Linked DNA regions of Mus musculus: all the other regions are linked to region 1. A link is a contact called in public HiCAR-type and promoter capture Hi-C data. All regions are on one chromosome and are shown on one strand. The core of a region is the stretch at or near the end of the contact, and the rest is flanking DNA. Distances in the headings are between cores, read along the strand shown. Region 1 holds the start of Zfp558 (zinc finger protein 558). Region 2 holds the start of Zfp266 (zinc finger protein 266). Region 3 holds the start of Slc36a4 (solute carrier family 36 (proton/amino acid symporter), member 4). Region 4 holds the start of Zfp426 (zinc finger protein 426).

Region 1 (3,702 bases), core at 994-3,493:
GCTGGCAACATAGTCAGGCCCAGTCACTTGGGGTTCTGTGGCTCATAGGTGCATTCTTTTTTTCTTCGGTGTCTCACAAATTATCCCAACCGTTGAATAAAATTATAAATATGTTAATACCAGCTTTTTCCAATAAAATAACAAATGTTACATCTAAAAAAAAAAAAAGAAAAAGAAAATGCCTCGGGGGCTGGAGAGATGGCTCAGTGGTTAAGAGCACCGACTGCTCTTCCGAAGGTCCTGAGTTCAAATCCCAGCAACCACATGGTGGCTCATAACCATCCATAATGAGATCTGACACCCTCTTCTGGTGCATCTGAAGACAGCTATATTGTACTTAGATATAATAATAAATAAATCTTTAAAAAAAAAAGAAAATGTCTCCATGAGACTGACCTGAAGACAAGTCTGTGGGGCACTTTAATGATTAGAATTGATGTGGGAGAATCCATTATACCATGGGCAGTGCTATTCTGAGGAAGAAATCTTGGGATGTATGAGAAAGTAAGCTAAACAACCTAAGGTTTTAATACAGTAAGCAGTGTTCTCTACATCTCCTGTTTTAGTTCTCCTGCCCAGACTTCTCTCAGCGATGAACTGTGATTAGGATGCCCTTCCTTCCTTCCTTCCTCAGGGGGCTTTTGTTTTCTTTCTTGTTTTTCTTTTCTTTTCTTTTCTTTTTTCTTTTTTTTTTTTTTTTGCCAGAATGTTCTATCACAGTAGTAGAAATCAAATTAGAACACTGACTTTTTTTTTCTTGTAGTATATACCCAATAGCATAGCAGGAATCTTTATCTTCCTGTTAGAATGCCTTTCATCAAGAAAAGAAAAAGGCTCATGCGAATTAAAGCTGTACAGAGTCACAAAGGCAAGACCCGTTCTCGTGAGTTTACCATGAGCTGTATATCAATGGTTCTCTACCTTCCTAATGTAACTGTGACCCTGTAATACAGTTCCTCATGCTATGGTGACCACCAACCATAAAATTATTTTCGTTGCTACGTCATGACTATAATTTTGCCATTGTTTTGTTTGTTTGTTTGTTTTTGTTTTGTTCTGTTTGTTTGGTTTGGTGGGTTTTTTTTGTTTGTTTGTTTGTTTTGTTTTTTCGAGACAGGGTTTCTCTGTGTAGCCCTGGCTGTCCTGACACTCACTCTGTAGACCAGGCTGGCAGCCAACTCAGAAATCCGCCTTCCTCTGCCTCCCAAGGTGCTGGGATTAAAGGAATGCACCAGCACTGCCCAGATAATTTTGCCATTGTTATAGTAATGTAAATACCTGTTTTCTTACAGTCTTAGGAGATCTCAGTGAAAGTCATTTAACCTCCTACTCCACAAGGGGTCATGACCCACAGGTTAAGAACTGCATACAGTCCTAAGGACAGCATGTGCTTGAAGACATCTTCTGACTAGTAAGACAATCTGAAGTACACCCGTTCCTATTTACTACACCCTGGAGGGACAGGAATCCCCATTCCAAGAACGATTTTGTACTTAGAGGTCACAGGACTCTTGCCTGGCTCTCTCACTGGCAGTCAGAATTCTTCTTACACATTTTCACTTCATAGACGGCATTCTGACATGATCCAAGGAGGGTTACCTCCAGTTCCACCCCTGGGGGTGATCTTTTATATTCCGTAGGACCACAGGACTCACAACATCCCATCCATATTCCTATCCCAGTAACCAGCCTCTCAAATTCCTTGGGACAGTAGCAATCATACTTCATACCATACACTATTCCATATGTCCACCCCTGAAACTAATCTCCACCCCTTGTCAACTCCGTTCACTCATGACTTTATCTCTGCCCACCTGCCCCAGAACTAATCCTCACCCTAGCCACTTCCTCAGAACTTTTTCCCAGCTATTACACAAGCTCCCCCAAGCTTGCGCTTCCAGGTTCTACCATAGTCCGTCCTCTTACAGTTCCCAGGGTCGCCCTGGTCTCTTTAGCTGACCTATCCCAAAATCCAACTATGTACACAGTCACTAAACAAACTGGGAAGAACACGTACAATACGAAGGGGACCACAGACGTGTAATCTGCCCTAAAACCCGGACAAACTTTTGGGCGGAAGTGAACCTCGAGGCGGCGCTCAGGGCCGGAAGTGGAAGCGCGGGGCGGAACTGAAGGAGGAGTCAGCGCAGCGGATGTGGTCGATCTTGGGGTGGGCGTCTTCGGCGGCTGGGAAGGGCGACTCGGTGTGTGTACACGGGTTTTTAGTCGAGTTGAGAAAGAGCGCCAGCCGGGAGCGCCCTCTGCCTAGTGGCCCTGGACTCCTGCTACCTCCCGAAAGCCCCAGGCTGCTTCCGCAGCCAGCGATAAAACCCGAGCTCTTCCAGCTCGCAGCCCTGGGAATGCTTTTTGTTCTCACAGAGGGGGGCGTGGCAGGCGAGCTGAGGGATGGTCAGCCAGCGGGTCCTGTTCTATCTCCTGAGCTGCAAGGTGCGTTCAGGGCGAATTAGCACATGTGCTGAGGGTGGAAATCCTTCCAGCTCTGTGAAGTTCATTCAGCCCCATCACCTTTAGGACCTCTACGTTTACTGCACGTGGAAATCACCAAAAGAGCTCTCTCTAGTCAATACATTGAGCAATTGAATAGACACATCATTCCAGCTTCTGCTGAGTTTGTGCCTGCATAGATATTAGGTAATTCCTTTTACACAGCCAAAACCTGGGCTATTATTACACGTTAACTGTGTAGATACACGTGGCGAGGGGCAATGAAAGGTTTTGTTTTTTTCTGTCACAGTTTGAATGCTTTCCATAAAAGGACTCATCAATCTTTGTGCCTTATTTTCCAGACAAGAAAAACATCATGCAAACTCAAACTTGTGTTGGACCCTCAATGTTGTGTTGAAAACGCCTGAATGTCCACCTGCCCTCATTAATCTATTAATTTCATGTAACCAGGTGAGTACGATGTGGAATATGAAACAATGGGGTTCCACCTGATCCTGCAGTGTAGAACTCCTTTTCTTCTGCTTGTAACAGGTTGTAATTCTAAGATTGCAACCTGTTTAAAATGAGGGTTATCTCAAGAAGCTGTATTAATATTTGATGGGTTATATTCAAGGGATGGATACAAAGGTGTGTGAAAAGTAAATATAGTTAAATGCAAATTACACAAAATAAAAGTAATTAGCCATGAATAAGCATATAAATGCAGAATTTTTTGTATACTTATACCAAAATTTTCAGAATATTATATTAAGTACAAATATATGAAATATTTGTGTCTATTTTTAGTACTTACAAGTCTGAAGTAAATGTTAGAAGTACTCAGTGGCACTCTTCAAGCGCATTCCATGTGACTCCTAAAAACCTGCAAATTGTCATGACGTTTTAGAATACAAAGGCATATATGAAAATGATGTCTTGAGTGTCCTTACATTAGGAGCAGAAATTTTAAAAATTGAGTAGCTACTAGATGTTTATAAGATTGAAAATATTTAGAAGAGTATCAAAGAACAAGGTAGTCTCCTTCCTTCCTTCCTTTCTTTTTTTTTTTTTTTTTCTGAGACAGGGTTTCTCTTTGTAGTCCTGGCTGTCCTGGAACTCACTTTGTAGACCAGGCTGGTCTCGAACTCAGAAATCCGCCTGCCTCTGCCTCCCAAGTGCTGGGATTAAAGGCGTGCACCGCCGCCACCACCACCCAGCGCTACCTTTCTTCCTAATAGGAATTGAGCATTCTGAATT
Region 2 (3,707 bases), core at 763-3,262, 2.0 Mb before region 1:
GTTTGGTTTAGTTTGGTTTTTCAAAACAGGGTCTCTCTGTGTAGCCCTGGATATCCTGGAACTTGTTCTGTAGACGAGGCTGGCCTTGAACTCACCCAAAAGATTTTTATTTATGTGTATGTGTGTATTTGTGTGGGTGGCTGCAGATTTCAGAAGAGGATCTGAGGATCCACTGGAGCTGCAGTTATTAATGGTTGTTAACTAAGGAGCTGCCTGACATGGATGCTGGGATGCAGGGATGCAAACTCATCCCCTAAGAAGGAGCTGCAAGAACTCTTAACTGCTGAACCATCTCTCTAGCCCCTTGCATGCTTTTTTTGGCTGTCCTAGAACTCACTTTGTAGACCAGGCTAACCTCGAACTCAGAAATCCGCCTGCCTCTGCCTCCCAAGTGCTGGGATTAAAGGCGTGTGCCACCACGCCTGGCCCCTTGCCTGTTTTTTAGTCAGCAGAGCAACAAGGTTTCATTAGGCATTTCTATTCATACCTTGTTTTGGTTGACTGTCATTTCCTTCCACAGTTCCCACCTCCCCAAAATGTACCCTTCTCTTCCTCCCAATTTAATGCCTTTATTTCTATTTATTATTATTATTGATGTATGGGTGCTTTTCCTGCATGTATGTCTGGGCATTGCATGCTTGTCTCATGTCCATGGAGAACAAAAGAGGTATCAGGTATACTGGAAAAGGAGTTACAGACACTTGTAGGCTGCCATATGCGTACTGGGAACTGAACCAGGGTCCTTTGGAAGAGCAACAAAGGTTCTTAACCACTGAGCAATCTCTCCAGACCAACTTCTCCATTTCTTTAAAACATCTTTTGATCTCCCATTCATGGTCCCCTTTCTAGGTTCATGTCTTATATTCACAGTCACAGCCATATGAGACACACACACACACACACACACACACACACACACACACACACACAAAGCTAGTATCCATATAGGATCCATGTGAAACTATGAAGTAGTTTATAACTCTTTCTGGCCTTGAACTCACAGAGATCCACTTGTGTTTGCCTCCTGAGGGCTGTTAAAGGTGCATATCACTATGCCTGACCTAGTTTTACTCTGAATTATTCCAAAAATAGAAAACACCCAAGCTGTTAAACTGTCTCTAAAAATTAAGTCGTTTGGGCCAAAAAGCTGGCTCAGTGGGTGAAAGAGAAGCTGACTTCCATTGCTGAAACCCATGGTGATAACGGACGCCTGAAAGTTGTCCCCTGACCTCCATACATTGCCATGTACATGCCTGCTTACTCTGTTAAACCATGCACACACATACACACACCCCATTATCACGAAAAATCAGGAAAAGATGTTAGGAACTAAGCATTTTGGATACAGGGTTTCATGTATCCCAGACAGACTGGCCTTGAATTTACTATGTAGCCAAGGATGGCCTTGAACTTTGTCTTCTTCTCCCAAGCACCACTAGTACCATCTACGGTACTGGCGATGGATCCCAGGGCTTCGTGATGCTAGTCCGGGCTCTACTAACAGCCCTGGGTGGTGAAAACGTGATGGAATCAAGGACTGAGGTGTTAGCAGAGTCCAGAGACACACAAAGACAGGTCGACATAAAGGTGTCTGGAGACAGCACTAACTGAATGGACCAAACGGATCATTTTTCCTGGGTTGGCAGATTGTGCAACATGGCTAAGGGCATCGCGAGCGTGAGGGAGAGGCGGGAGAGAAAAGCTTTTGTCAGCAGCATCTCCACCGGGGCGTCCCCACACCCATCCTCGCCCCACCGGTCCGCCATCAACCGAGGCGCACCCCGGCCTGGTCCCGCCTCTCGCCCCGCCCCCGCACTGCTCCCCCTTCAAGGTCTCGCTTCTGATCTCGACCTCTCGGCTCTTTTCCTGTCTCAACGCCCCTTATGAACCCACCCGAAAAAGGGTGCAACTGTCGGGACGCTGGAACAAACAAGTTTTTCTCTCCAGCTTGGAGAGCTCCAACGTGGCTGAGAACTCCGAGCCGGAAATGGAAGTGACGTCACGGCCAGCCCCCCCTTTTCTCCGAGCTCTGAGTCCTTCTCGGCGTTTGTCCGAGGGCTCTCCACGCAGCGCTCGGTGAGGATTCGGTGAGGAGCTGCGGGGGCGGCGCGGGGAGGGCGAGGACTCGGTAGGCCTGTGCGGGGAGGCGGGCCGAGCTCTGCTCGCGGGGTCCCGCGGCTTCCCGGGCTCTGCAGCCTTCCCGGGTGCCGCGGCCCGAGTGCGCATCCCGACTCAGCCCTGAGCTGTTTGCACCCACCTTTCTTCTAAAGCCGGTGTAAAGTAACCTTCGTGGAATTATTTTCCTCCCCAGAAAGAATAGACTTTTCGCCATTGGTATCACATTGAGACGCTGCATTTTCCATTCTTGGACCGGGCGATTCTGTTTGGGGGAGCCGAGCTTTGGCTGAAAGGTGGGTGAGGGCAGCCTTTTCCTCTTGTTTTTCTTTTTGTGTGTGTATGGAAAGGAATGCTTTATCCGATTATTTCGCTTTCGTGGGACCTATGTTTACCTGAGACACATTGCATTCTGATTTTTTTAAAAAGGCAACTTCGTTGTAGACTTTCGCAGAGTGCATTTATCTGTATATAAATATAAACGTACAAAGACCCGGGTCTTTGTGTTGAAGAAAAGTAAGGATAACAAGTTACTCTTGATTTGATGCTGGGGCCGCAACTCAGAGCCTCATGATGCTAAGCACTCTCCTGCTGAGCTACACCCTAGCCCAAATAGTTAGCTATTGTCTGAATGTTGTAGGCCTGTGCCTCCTTGCAGACTTTAAAAAATGGAGGCTTTGTTAGGTTAGTACTGATTAAACTGGTTGGTTTTTCAAGGAAAATTAAAATACAGTTTATGTTGAACTATTTGAGAATAGGTTGGGAATTTCAGGCATGATTTTTTTACATAACGGGGTAATACATTTTCTAAAAAAAAAAAAAAAGAAGATACTGACCCAGTAAGACCGTAAATACTGATCTTTCAGCCAAGATAATAAAAAATTAATATTATCTAATATCTTCTTTGTGTGAAATCAGAATTCTTCATTGTTATAAGTTTTTGGGTGTTTTTGCATCTAAGATCTTTTCAAAGTTTCTTTGTTTTTCTAATAGTGGGAATTGAATCTAGGGCTTTGTGCATGTTTAGTAAGCTCTCTTACTGAGCTATAAACCAAGACCTCTTTAAGGCATTTTTGCTGTTATTTAATCTATTTTAAGTTGTTATCTGTTTATGTGTGGGGTGTGGGTTTCTGCCTTGAGTGCAGTGCCCCTGGATGTCACAAAGGGCCTTGGCTCCCTACAGCTGCGTTACAGGAGGTTGTGAGCCACCTGGTGCGGTGCCGGTGTGGTGCTGGGAACCAGATCTCTGGTTCTGGAAGAGCCGTATGTACTTTTAACTAAGTCTTCAACCCCCATTTTAAGGTTCTTATATTGAAATTTTCAGATACCTTTTTAGGATCTTTGAACCTAGGGTAGGTCATGTTGTTTGTTATAGTAACTTTTTAAGGAGGTATGCATTTTCGCATTTCGATGGTTTGTTTCTGTTGGCATTTTTCTCCATTTAAATTTTTTTCTCCATTTTTGATTTTTTTTCACTGTAGACTAACTGATGCTTGGATTTCTGAGTGAAGTGGTATATAGCTCTTGCCTAGAATGTGTGAGGCCCTGGGTTTCAGCTTCAGCACACCAGTGAAGGGAGGTAGTGACAAAAA
Region 3 (3,290 bases), core at 457-2,956, 2.8 Mb after region 1:
GAAGCACTTGTGGCCCAGCGTGTGTACAAGGGGTCTGCCGGATGCTAACTGTGGGGACGCTATTCTCCCTCCCACCTTGCTTGAGGCAGGGACTCTCTCTTCTCCGATGCTGAGCTTTGCAGCTGGCATTCAAGCACATGAGCGACTGTCCTGCCTCTGTCTCCCATGTTCTACTGCTTTCCATGGGTTCTGGGAGTCCCAGTTCAGGTCGTTGGTCTTGCATGGGAACTGCTCTTACCCTCTTAACCATCCTCTCAGCCTGATACAGTTTAACTGCATGATTTACTTTGAGAAATTGTCTACACATAAAACTGCTGAGTGAAAAGATGAACTTTTCCAGAGGGCAGGGCAGAGTCAGGACCTCAGTGTGTGGACCACACTGGCCTAGAACTCACTGTGTGGCATAGGCTGACAGCCCGCTTGCCTCAGCCCCATAACACTGGGTTTGCAAGTGTGTACTGCTACCACACCAGCTTTATACATGCTAATGATAACATACTATCCCGCTCCTGCCAATCTCCTCACAGCTCAACAACATGGGTTGAACTGAAGAGTCTCATAAACTTGAGTTTGTAGTAACAAGGCCCTGCCTTAGGCAAGAACAATTGCAAGACAAAAGAACTTGCCTCCCTGAATTCTAGTGTGGATCAAGTAGTCATTGGCTAGCATAGTATACAGCACCCTGCTTGACAGTCTGTTCTCAATGAAAGTTAGACTTAGAATTTCTACCTTTGTTGAAAACAACCATGAAGTGTTGGCACATTATTATAGGCATGCCAGTCTATAAATTACTTCAAAGTATGTTTTAATTTAATCTCTTTCTTTAAGAAATATTTCTTAACACAGTGTGCTGCTAGGAGGACATCTTTCTATCCTGATCCTGGCTTCTGTTTTCTTTCTGGCAGTAGTAAACAGAAGCAAGCCTTCCAAAACCATGGAAACAGAGCGCTCAGGGCCTGTCAGAGCCCAGGTACGTGCTATTTTTCAGGCAGCAATGTCCCGTTAGAACAGCTGCGCAGCGAGGAGTCAACGGAGGCTTCAGCTGGAGATGCCCAGAGTTGAGATCCAGGCTCAGAAAAGAAAACAATGATAACTTCCTTAAAGCATCCTGGAAAAAAACAGAGTGGCAGCAGTTCCCGCCTCCCTTTGACGTGGACAAACGGGGCGACTCCCCGCACTGACGCACAGTGCTACAAGCACAGGCCCGTGGACAGACAGATGGACAGAATGACAGGCATACAAAGACTGACAACTCAAAGGCAGACAGACCTCACACTCGGTGCAGCGACCTGCAAGGCCCCGCCAGGCCTGGGGACCACTGTTCTGTGCTGGTCCTAGAGGAACTCACGCCAGCCAGGGTCCTGGGACCCACCAGCCTCTGCCTGGAGTCTCTGCATACGCCGTCACCCCGCCATCCCGCCATCCCGCCACCCTAGTGCTCAGTGCGCGCGCAGAGACACCCCCACCCCCTACCCCCCCCACGGCCAGGCGCGCGAGACACCGGGAGCCCGGATGCCGCCGCAGCGGACGCGAAGGCCGACGCGCCCTCACTGCGAACGCGGGAGACGCCCACGCCCCGGGTTGGGTCAGGCCGGCAGACACCCACCGAGCTCCTCGCATCCCGCCGTCTCCGCCGGCGCCGGCGCTTCCATCCCTCGGGGGTCTCCAGGTCGCCGCCGCCCGCTCTGCCGGCCGCACCGCCGAGCATGCGCAGAGCCGCCCCGAGGGGCGGGGCCCGGGCTGGCCTTGACCGTAGCCCACGCGGGTCTGCGCCTCGGGGTGACAGGCGCGGCGCCTACAAGCTGAGGAGCGATCCTCTGAATCCCCGGGCTTCGCATGCCGGAAGAAAGGGCCTCGGACCACGCAGAAAGCAGGCAGACTGCAACTCCCGACGACCGACTGGCAGTGTTCCTCCACCCCAATTGACACTAACAAACGCAGCTAGATGTAGGCTCCTGCACTGGCATCTTAAAGACAGCTAACACTAGGGTTAAGGCAAAGAGGGAAGTGTCGACATCCACTATCAGGCACTACACTACATTGTCATATGGTTCTTTGGTCATATGAGAGACAGCGCAATGCAGTCTGTAAGTCACTGTGCCACTGTCCACACAAAGGGTAAGACCCTTCGGTAGCACCACCACCAACAACAACAACAACAGTAAGCCAATGAAGGCAGGGGAGGGATCTGCCACTGCAGCAGGGATTCTCAGTCTGCATACGAAGCTGGCTTGCGGAAACCGTTTCAGCCTGCCTATTAAGTATTGCCTACTTTCAACTTTAAAGTGGCTTCACTATCTGCTGACTTCCAGAAGGAGGGGCACCTTCTCCCTATCATCGGAACAACTCTATGGGTGGACCTAGGAAATGCAATGACAGTACCTGGAAGAGCCCTCACTGTTGCTAACAACATGACCTTTACTGCAATATCTTTGTTTACTCTTCGTGACTGACTCATCCAACTGAAAGCTAAGAAAGACAATGGTGCGTGAGTTTAACTTACTTTGAAAAGGCTCCACACTGTGCTAACAGAGGTTTTTTTTTTTTTTTTAAATAAATATATGGCATGGACTGCCTTAGTTAGGGTTTCTATTGCTATGATAAAGCACCATTGACCCAATGCAACTTGAGGTGGAAAGAGTTCACTTCAATTGGAAGTCCATCACTGTGAGGACAGGAACTCAGGTCAGGAACTGAAGAAGCCATGGAGGGATGCTGCTTACTGGTTTGCTCTGTGTGGCTTGCTCACACTGCTTTCTTATAGCACCCAGAAACGGCTCCTCATTGCCGGCACTGAGCTGGGCCCTTCATCAATGAAGACAATACTACCACAAGCTTGTCCTCAGGCCAATATGGAGGCATTTTCTCAATTGGGGTTCTCTCATTTCAGATATATCTAGAATTGTATCAACTTTGCAAAATACAACCTGCACATTTACAAAAGAAAACTAGAATGGCTCGGAAAGGTGAGGACGCAGCAGCCAAAAGCAGAGCAACGGACAAGGGAAACTGAGGTCTGGGATCCGTCCAGCAGCTCTGGACTCTCTAGTCAGGAAGTTGAGAGAAAGGCAGCAACTACACATCAGAGCTGAAGAACACTTGTCATCCAAGGGTGTTTGTTTCCAGAACTGAGCAGAGCACTGACCTCCCAGTGCAGCAAGCGAAAATTAACCGAAGCCAAGAAATATTATTATAAAATGTTAGAAAAATGAAAGAGAAAGATGCTAAAACTTCCTTCGGTTTAAATACTAAATGCCATTGGGAAGAGGCTCCTTGGCTTAAAGTTCACC
Region 4 (3,372 bases), core at 92-2,591, 2.0 Mb before region 1:
CCTTTCTTTAAAAAAAATTTTTTTTTTTTTTTGCCAGCTGGGCAACATGACCCTGGGTCAGATCTATTTGAAAAGAACAACACTGGTGTACTTAAATAATCTTGGCAATATTTTTGTGTAAATAACCCATCTGACCAAGTGGCTAGACTTGTAGTCTCCTGTCTCTTAAATTGTTCAAAGTCTAATCAGGGGCTGGGACCTAGAGGTTTTAAGGATGAGTGTGTGTAAAATGCCTAACTCTAAGGTATATATAATTACATTTGAGGTCAACTCATATTTGGCCATGTGCTTTAGTAAAGAGCTTTTCCTTGAGCTCTAAGTGTGCAGTAAGAAAGTCTGCCTTTTCACTGAGAAGTCATACTGGCATATTGTTTCTGAAGCAACGCAAGCCCCTGGTTGAGCAAGTTCATGGCAGAGAGGGTAAATGGGTCTCTTGACAAACTGATCTTGCATCCTGTAATAGATCAGGGCCATAAATGCTTTTACTTTCGTCAGAAAGTGATTATAGCTTCATTTCTCTTTGACTCGCATTGACCAACAGATGTCAGCAGAATTCAGCCTAGTAACATTACAGTTTTCAGCCTCTCAACTGTTGCGTGGTTAAACTGGCTCTTCATTCATGTTATTAGGGACCATCAGTAACCAGGAGTGTCGAATCTGAGTGACTGGGCATTTTTCCTGTGACTTGAGATGACAAAAACCCGGATTTGAGCTTACTGTTTGCTTAGGGCATTCAATAGAACCGGGGACTTGGGAAAACAGTTGCTGGGAAAGATGCAGATACGCGGTTAAGACGAGTTCAAGACCCACCCAGTAACTACTTCAGGATTCTCAGTCAGAAACCCAGTTATTTCCATTGGGCTCCTGAGGCTGGTGGAATGGGCTTAGGTAGGGTAAATCTGTTGAAGCACCCTTTATGGTCGCAGCCTACGAAATACAATTTCAACATCTTGAGAGGTCTAGATGATTACGGAAGCGAGACTGCCTTCTGTTTCCTACTGGACTAGGGTGCACTAGAAAGCAAGGGTTCTAAGAATGCAGCGATGGCAGGCAAAAAAATTTCCTGAGCGGACGCTGGGTACCCACAAGAAACCCTGTGGTTAAAGGACTTACTGGTCCTGGCACCACCGTTGCCCGGCTCACAGCCTGGATTCTAATTCTGTCTTGTCCTGGAGACCAGCGTCGGCCTCCAGCTCCCGCGGTGAAGCCCTTACAGCCCCTCCGCCCTGACACTGCGGAGAAACTAGAAATCTGACAGGAATTCAACCGAGGTAGACTCCCGGGCCTGGCTCTGCAGCAGACCGAGCGCGAGCGGAAGTGACGTCATGCCCGCGCCCGTCTCTTCCGGCTCTTATCTGCACTGAAGAGTTGCGGAGTTGCCTGGCATTCGTGAGTTCTGCGGTACAAGGACTACCTGGAGGCGGAGGGGGAGATAGAGAACGAGAGTGCAGAGCTCTGCTCCGCTTGCCACGGCGCCTCCGGGCGCGGCCAAGCCTGAGTCCTCTCTGGCTGTCAGTCGCCAGGCTGGGGAAGTGCCCAGAGGGCGGGCCTGGCGATGGCTGCGGCTACGATGCTGCTCTTCAAAAGCCGCCCAAGCAAATTCTGTGCGAAAGGCTCTTTTATTTTTCTCCTCAGAAATGAAATTTTGCCGGAGTAGTTGGAGTGATCAGCGCCATACACCTTGCGATTTCAGCGCCTCTGGTGAGCACTCAGTGAAAGGTCGCTTTTGGAAAAAGCCGTATTCCCTTTTAAAAAAATATTAGAGACGAATGTCGGGGTGAGAACTTAATTCATATTGTTAGATTGTACTTTATTTAGTGAGTGCGTGTTTTATTTTGACCATTAGTTTCAGATACAGAGACAAATTTCTTAGTTACTTCGAATGTACGTCTTTCTTGAGAGAATATAAACATTGGTAGACCTCCAGCCCATTCATAAAAACCTAGCGGGCAAGCCTTTACTCACGGCACACAGGTGGCAAAAGGATTTCTGTGAGTTCTTGGCTAGTCTGGTGTACAAAATGAGTTCCAGGCCAACCAGTGCTACGTGGTGAAATACTGTATTTATTAAAAAACAAACAAGCAAAAACCTAACAAACAATAATAGTGAGCTTTTTTCCACCTCCAAAGTTCCTAGGCCTGTGTTTGTTTCCTCATCCCTTTATCTCTCTGTGCTAGTGGTCCATTCAGGGCCTTGTGCGTGATACACATACTTTTCTCTTCGTTCTTAGATCTGTTCATCACTAAACTGCTTGGAGCTCACAGAAGAAATGTGGAAAGCTAGATTATTAAAAATCATAGAATTAACTATTAAGAAGATTGATAAATTAGTGTTCTCTCCCCAACAATCCCCCCCCCCCCATTTCTCTTTTTAAAAAAAACTTAGACGTACTAGCATATTTGATGGTCCAGTATCTGTTATGCTGCAGTCACCTCTTGCAGCAGTCCGTGTCTACTCTTTCCCCAGCAAGATATATTGTATGGTGACTTGTTTGCTAAGATGTAAACTGAAAATAAAGGGCAACATGGTAGCACATAGCAGTGATCTCAGGAGTTGGAGCAATAGGAACATGATTTCTTTTCTTTTCTTTCTTTCTTTTTTTAGATTTATTTATTTTATATATGTGACCACACTGTCACTGTCTTCAGACACACCAGAAGAGGGCATCAGATCTCATTGTAGATGGTTGTGAGCCACCATGTGGTTGCTGGGATATGAACTCAGGACCTCTGGAAAAGCAGCCAGTGCTCTTAACCACTGAGCCATCTCTCCAGCCCCAGAACATGATTTCTATGCCAGGATAGTTACATAGTTTCAGGCCAGTCCAGTCTGCATAGTTATACCCCTATCTCCGAATAAACAATAATAGATACAACACTTGACTGTTAAATACTTGGTAATGTACCACCTAGATTAGGACATTGTCTTACTGAAAGCAAAATATTATTAGATTCAATCAAGAAAATTAAAGAATAGAGTTATTTGGGTATTCAGCTCAGTTGATAGAGTGTTTGTGTGTTATCCACAGACCCCTAGGTTCAGTTCCTAGTACCACATAAACTGAGTGCAGTAGCTCACTTGATTTTGATCCCAGCTCTCTGCGGATAGAAGCTGGAGCATTAGGAGTTCAGGGTCAGCCTCGGTCACATAGTAGGTTGTAGGCCAGCCTGAACCACATGATCTTGTCTTTACAAAAGAAAAGAAGGAAATCAAGAACTGGCTGAGGATATAGCTCAGGAATAGAATACTTGCCTACCATGTATGAAGCCCCAGTTCAATTCCCAGCACCACAAAAATACATACATACATACATACATAAAATGATGCATGTGATATCTGATCTATAAACATTCAGAATTCTCCACATTGTTT

The links. HiCAR-type assays count read pairs that join an accessible place to other places. Capture Hi-C pulls out chosen DNA fragments and counts their contacts.
Region 2: a contact with region 1 is called in a HiCAR-type map of astrocytes, with 7 times the contacts expected there. The contact joins the promoter of Zfp266 here to the promoter of Zfp558 in region 1. A contact is called at or near these places in 1 of 39 promoter capture datasets (second pharyngeal arch cranial neural crest) and 1 of 115 datasets of contacts at active chromatin or transcription factors (astrocytes).
Region 3: a contact with region 1 is called in a promoter capture Hi-C map of adipose tissue, with 4 times the contacts expected there. The contact joins the promoter of Slc36a4 here to the promoter of Zfp558 in region 1. A contact is called at or near these places in 4 of 39 promoter capture datasets (the 3T3-L1 cell line, cranial neural crest, maxillary cranial neural crest and 1 more) and 1 of 9 other capture datasets (adipose tissue).
Region 4: a contact with region 1 is called in a HiCAR-type map of astrocytes, with 4 times the contacts expected there. The contact joins the promoter of Zfp426 here to the promoter of Zfp558 in region 1.

What each region holds. Positions count from the first base shown.
Region 1 is chr9:18,472,100-18,475,801 of GRCm38.p6, reverse strand. Zfp558 (zinc finger protein 558) reads left to right here and starts at 2,243. Exons shown (of 8, transcript NM_028935.1): 1 at 2,243-2,448; 2 at 2,808-2,916.
Region 2 is chr9:20,519,724-20,523,430 of GRCm38.p6, reverse strand. It overlaps Zfp266 (zinc finger protein 266), which reads left to right and starts at 2,012. Exons shown (of 9, transcript NM_001082485.1): 1 at 2,012-2,087; 2 at 2,312-2,411.
Region 3 is chr9:15,708,154-15,711,443 of GRCm38.p6, reverse strand. Slc36a4 (solute carrier family 36 (proton/amino acid symporter), member 4) reads right to left here and starts at 1,706. Exons shown (of 11, transcript NM_172289.5): 1 at 1,607-1,706. The coding sequence starts at 1,652.
Region 4 is chr9:20,490,715-20,494,086 of GRCm38.p6, reverse strand. It overlaps Zfp426 (zinc finger protein 426), which reads left to right and starts at 1,341. Exons shown (of 9, transcript NM_001110309.1): 1 at 1,341-1,389; 2 at 1,636-1,701.